Regions from separate parts of the Mus musculus genome. Here region 1 is linked to region 2. Evidence: chromatin contacts called from public HiChIP or PLAC-seq data. All regions are on one chromosome and are shown on one strand. Each heading gives the region's core, a stretch centred on a gene start, on an enhancer-like site or on the middle of the called end of the contact. The rest is flanking DNA. Distances are from core to core; before and after follow the strand shown.

Evidence for each region. HiChIP or PLAC-seq counts read pairs in DNA pulled down with a chosen protein or histone mark.
Region 1: an H3K4me3 HiChIP or PLAC-seq map of bone marrow-derived macrophages shows a contact between it and region 2, with 2.6 times the contacts expected there. The contact joins the enhancer-like site here to the promoter of Phldb1 in region 2. A contact is called at or near these places in 4 of 39 promoter capture datasets (the C10 cell line, frontonasal cranial neural crest, liver and 1 more), 1 of 484 Hi-C or Micro-C datasets (olfactory sensory neurons), 4 of 115 datasets of contacts at active chromatin or transcription factors (bone marrow-derived macrophages, embryonic stem cells and pancreatic cancer cells) and 4 of 9 other capture datasets (adipose tissue, embryonic stem cells, liver and 1 more).

The regions. Positions count from the first base shown.
Region 1 is chr9:44,903,833-44,906,735 of GRCm38.p6, forward strand. No RefSeq gene overlaps it. Among named protein-coding and RNA genes, the nearest start is that of Gm30883, 12 kb to the left of the region's middle. Within about 2 kb of position 1,594, at least 145 of the 459 cell types and tissues checked have an H3K27ac peak or open chromatin away from gene starts, as enhancers often do. A contact at or near this core is called in adipose tissue, bone marrow-derived macrophages, pancreatic cancer cells and 1 more, where this site is marked.
Region 2 is chr9:44,733,940-44,736,658 of GRCm38.p6, forward strand. It overlaps Phldb1 (pleckstrin homology like domain, family B, member 1), which reads right to left and starts at 1,259. Exons shown (of 22, transcript NM_153537.4): 1 at 1,186-1,259.

The DNA.
Region 1 (2,903 bases), core at 344-2,843, 170 kb after region 2:
TTTAACATGTTTGAAGTGGGAGAACGGATTTTCTTGTTGATTTGTGTCCTCCGATTTTCCCCACAAGAACTTGTGAGACGGTTACTACTCAGTTCTTTGAGGCACTTCCTCCTGGGAAGGGTGGCTGTGGGGCAGTTGGGCTGGATGGTTATGGTTGGGCAAACAAGCTTAAGGGCTCCAAAGCCAGGGCCTTGTGGCTTTGGCATTTACCTCCGGGGCTGTGGGGGTGAAGTTTGGATCCAAGAACTGGAAATCAGTTTGCTGCCAGATGTGGTGGTACACATGGCAGAGGCAGGAGGCAGCCTGATCTACTTAGTGAGTTACCAGAGTTACATAGTAAGAGCCTGTCTCAAAAAACAAAGTGAGAGAGAGAGAGAGAGAGAGAGAGAGAGAGAGAGAGAGAGAGAGAGAGAGAGAGAATCAGTTTGTGGTTGTAGGCTGTGGTAGTGACTTGGGTATTATATAACAAACCAATGTACACTAAGAGGACAAAGCTGTAATGAGGTTCATGGTAAGGCAGTGAGGAAGCCCCACTCTCCTGTCTGCTCAGTCATTGGTGCCTTCATTTGCTCTCCACGACTCTGAGTGTCCCTAGACTTGTTGGCCACTCTTCCATGGTGTTCTAATTGATGTTTTAGAGCACTTGTTTATTTTTGCTTGAGGCAGGATCTTACTATGCAGCCCTGCTGGCCTAGAAGGCCCTGTGTTGATTGGCTGGAGCAATCCTGTCTCTGCTTCTGGAGTCCTGGCATTATAAGTGCGTGCTATCAAGCTTGGCTTAAATAACTTTTTCTGTTGAGTTCTCTACCTTCTTGAGACCCAGAGTGAGATGACATTGGGGTAGAAATGCAGGCTGTCCTTAGGGGAAATGGTAGCTATTTTAACTGCAAGCTGTAATTCCAAACCACACAACAGTATTTTAATTGCTTTTGGATTTGACTACACTGGAATTGGAGTTTCTGAAGATAACCTTTTTTTTTTTTTTTTTTTTTTTTTTGCTTCATGCAAGAAGCCCAGGGTATAATCCTTATCAAAACTCATCTATGAGCTGCATGTTGAAACCCCTGTAAGGGAAAGCATGCTGTTTATGGTGTTCTTTCAGCGTTCACAGAGGATGTACCCTGAACTGTAGGCTTGTCTGAGGGAGAGAGTTCAGATGGTACATTTCTGAAGCATTCCAGGGATTTTCGGGAGTCTATTGCGTAAGTCTCCCGTAAAGGCTCTTCAGCTGCCCACCTCCTGTCTCTTCCTTCCTAGCCTCAGGCACAAGCATCTCTGCTCCAACAGCCAGCAAGCAACACAATGAATCAGGATCCAAATCTGTTTGAGCGCAGGAGGTTGAGATGCAGGAGTGAGTCAGCTGGCACCAGCTCGGGAGCAGTCTCAGCCTGCAGGCCTTCAGGAAGTGAGTCCCCCAGGCCAGCATCTCCCTCTGTGGCAGACTGCCACCAAAGCCTGCTGTTTATCAGCCCAGGACCAAACACAGCAAGTAGAGCTTGCTTTTCTCATATTTTGAAACCCTACTATATAAGCCAGATCATGGGATAGGCTAGGATGGCAAAGGTGACTTGGATACCATATTTTCCTTAAGCAACTTGCAGCGTAGTGAGGGAAATAAAGGTAAATGTAGCAATAGAGTACAATGATGTGGACTGTACAGCCACCCATCAAAGGCAAGGAATACAGTTCGGAAAATTTTGAAGAGACTGCTCAAAAGAAGCGATGAGCTGAAGAAAGGGAGACAGAGATGTGGCAGGTAGAAGAGGCCAGGACCAGAGGCAAGAGCTTTTATAAAATGTGGATCCTGAATAGACAAGCTGACTCTCCCCATCACAGTTTGTACAAGTGAGTTCTGTGTGCCTGGAGGTGCTAGTTCAGGCAAAGTGTACCACTTGCTGTGTTTGGTCCTGGGCTGATAAACAGCAGGCTTTGGTGGCAGTCTGCCACAGAGGGAGATGCAGGCCTGGGGGACTCACTTCCTGAAGGCCTGCAGGCTGAGACTGCTCCCGAGCTGGTGCCAGCTGAGTCACTCCTGCATCTATATTTATATGGGTGCAAACAGGGTAGGTGTGCGGATGATGTCTCTGAAGTGGAAGCGCTCCAACTGCTTACATTTTCTTAGTCAAGTGGGAAGCGAGATCATCTGTTGATAGAAATAATCATGGCCTAAGGAAAAGAACTACAATATGATTGGCAGGTCTTGTGGAGTGCCGTCTTAAGGTTCTGAGTACGAGTATAAAATGAAACTAGTCCTCTGGGTTGTTTTCTCCAGCTTCACTTAGCTTCACGGGTGAAGCACAGAGTACTTAGAGAAAGCCAAGGATGTGGTTTTGGCAATTTCCATGGTGAGAGGCAAGGAAGTTGAAGGTGTGCTCCAAAGAATGATAAGCATAGACTAGAGACTGTAAATAAGTCTGGGAAGTGAGGGGAAAGTCAAGGTTATGAGGGTCAATTTGCTCATGGTCAGCGTGTGTTCAAATAAACGCAGATGTGCCTTTCGGGGGCTGGGCTGGTAGGCGGTTAGGAAGGGATGCCGGTTTCGTGGACACAGGAAGCGGTGCTAACGAAAGGTAGGAGGCTGGTTGTTGGGAGTTTGGAGAACTGAGATGGGACCTGGGAACTTACCATTTCTAAGACCCTTGGTGGGGGCTGGAAAGATTGCTTATCAGGTAAGGTGCTTACCTTGACCCGAGGACCCAAGTTTGATCCCTGGAACCCATATCTTATGAAAGAATCAACTCTCACATGTCCTCTGATCACTACAAGTGTTCCACACACATACAAAATAAGCAGTTGTTACAGAGATCCTTAGTGGCAGTGATGCTGCAATTTTGGCAATCAATGGCCTGCATGTGTGTTGCAGAGTAGTGTTATAGCAGTGGCTCTCAGCCTGTGGGTCTCGC
Region 2 (2,719 bases), core at 9-2,508:
AGGTGCGTGCGTGCGGGGAGGTTGCGTGAGTGGAGCAGTCTTCCCGGGCGACCCTTCCCAGCGCGTGGAGTGCGTGGTGTGAAGCGGACTAAGTGTGTGAAGTCGAGGCCCATGTGAGGATTCACGTGTGCACCCGTGGGGTGACACTGGACTGTCGGTGTGACGTGTCTTGCGGGTGCGCGGAGGTGAGGCGTGGGATGCTGTGCGTGGGAGCTGTGCGGACGCCCGTGTTAGTGGCCAGTTCTGTTTGTGTGACCGCTGTGGAGTGAGCCCGAAGTGCGATGAGTCAGTCTCCGGGAGCCTCCGGGACCGCTGAGCTAACGGGCCCAGAATGCAGCCCCACCCCGGCTCACTGGGTCCCCCGCCGGGCCGCGCAGTCGCGAGCCAAATCCCCGCTGCGCTGGCCTGGGCGGAAGCGTCCGCGGCGCCAGGGCAACCCCGCGCCCCACGACCCCACCCAGCCGCCTACCCTCGCTTCCCCATCCCGGGGGAGTCCGATGACGGCGCTCGACCTCGGCTGGGGAACTCCGCGCTGTTTTTGGATCCAGACCGCGGAGGCGGAGCGGGAGCCAACGGCTCAGTCATCCCAGGTCGCCGGGGACCCTCATAGATAACGGGGGTCCTGGAAAAGTGCCCAGGAGACCCTAGACATGGAAACCCCAGGATCCCTCCCTGACTCCCTCCCACGCCTCAGAGTTGAACTCCACATCTTTTTGAGTCCATCCAGGCAGCTGGAACGAGGACAAGAGCGGAGACGCCTAGGGGATCCCCCTTCCTGTGGTCCTGCTGATGTGGAGAGGAACCATGTGCGATGCTGTAGACAAGGTCCCGCGCGCGTACCCAACCCGAGACTGCAAGTGTGGGATACTGGCCATCGGGGTGCCCACAGGAGGATCTAGATCCCGCAAGACTTGGGGGGGGGGAATTCCTCCACTTAATACCAGGGCCCCCTCTGGCGGTGGCGCTGGCAACGACTCAGGAGGGCAAGAGCAAGCAGTTCGCCGAGGGCGGCCCACAAAGCCCCTTCCGCCAACGCACTCACCTGGCATGGCCCCCTTTTTCCGCACCTTTCTACCCAGTTCGCTGGGCCAGACTGGTCTCGTCTGGTCCCGGGGACTTTCCCTTCTGTAGACTCAGCCAGACGGCGAATGGAACCCCGAGGCATAGTGGGAGGGGCACGCTTACCTTGTGGGGAGTTGGGGGGACACCGGCCCCTTTGCCCAAGTGGGCCGCGGCGGCCTCAGGCTGGCGAAGACTCTGTTGCTTTTCCCCTGGAGCCAGCTGAGTAGGAGGAGAGGGAGACTGTCCCGCCCCGCTTCCCTGAGTCCCCGCCCCCATCCCGTCCTGTCCGCCTGGCCAGCTAGAGAAGACGCCCTTGTGGTGCTGGAGCCCAAGGCCCCCACCCAGCTTTTCCCACAGCAGCACCTCCCCCGCTTGCACAGCGCCCGCTTTGTTCATCTGTACAGCTGGGCTTTCCACCACCACCACCAGGGCCACCACCGTGCAAACTCTCCTCTCACCCTCCCCTTCCGACCCTCCTAGACCACCCTCCACTCTGGGCCTCGAAGCACTTCTTTATTTACCTCCGCCTACCCAAGATGCCTGAATCGTCCCCTGACTCCCCATGAGTCCTAGCGCAGCCCTACCACAGATGCTCAATTTCCTTTCAGAACATCAACTGAGGGCACCCAGGTCAGCCCCTACCCTTTGCTGTTCCAAGCCCCACCATAGAGAGTTGTCGATTTAATAATTGCACACCATGCTTCAGAAATGAACGTGAAGGCAAGGTCCGTTGAAAGTGTGCTGTAAGCCAAATGATGGTGGTCTTTTTCCCAGCACTCGGGAGGCAGAGGCAGGTGGATCTCTGTGAGTTCGAGACCAGACTGGTCTCAGAATGAGTTCAAGGACAGCCAGGGCTACACAAGAGAAACCCTGTCTCAAAAAACAAAAACAAACAAAAAAGTGTGGTGCAAACCACAGGACCCAGGAAAGCTGAATGGAGCCGGCCTTTTTGCCTCTGTCCATTCACCTCCACTAAAGAATTGTTGGGTTGCAGCTGGAGCTGGAGGCAGGGTAGAAAGACACCAGGTTGGCTGAAGAGTGGGAGTTTGAGGAAGAAAAGAGGGAGGGGGGCAGTCTATAAGCCCAGCCTGGCGAAGTCATTCAGCAGTCCAACCCGCACCCCGAAATCCAAGCTGACAGTGTAGCCGCACCTTGCAAAGCCTGCTCTTGCCCCAGGAGACGGCTGGGAGGCCTCATGGGAGCTGAACTCAGACTAGACTGGGCCTCTTTAACCTGCACTAAAGGATTGGCAGAGGCTTTTCCTCAGTGAAGGAACAAGCAGGAAGCCCCCAAGTCTGGCTTAAGGTCCAGATGGGATGGGTTGGAGAAAATTTAAAATGAAAGTCCTCTTTGGAATGGACAAACCCAGTTCTGTTCCAGTGGCTTTTGTTCTGTGTTCTCTCTCTCTCTCTCTCTCTCTCTCTCTCTCTCTCTCTCTCAGGAATGGCAGGAGACTGAACTGCAGGAATTTGGTCACTCATTGACAGAACTAGCATTAGTAGGGGGCATCCACAGCTGGCGATTAAACCTGAGACTGTGGAGCAATGAACAAGAGGGAGGAGGAGAAGGAGTCCTACCTGCCACCTCCTCTAGCTAACAGAGGTGACAAGTGCACTGTGGTCACCAGAAAGTCCCAAGATATAAGCAGCTTCTTTTT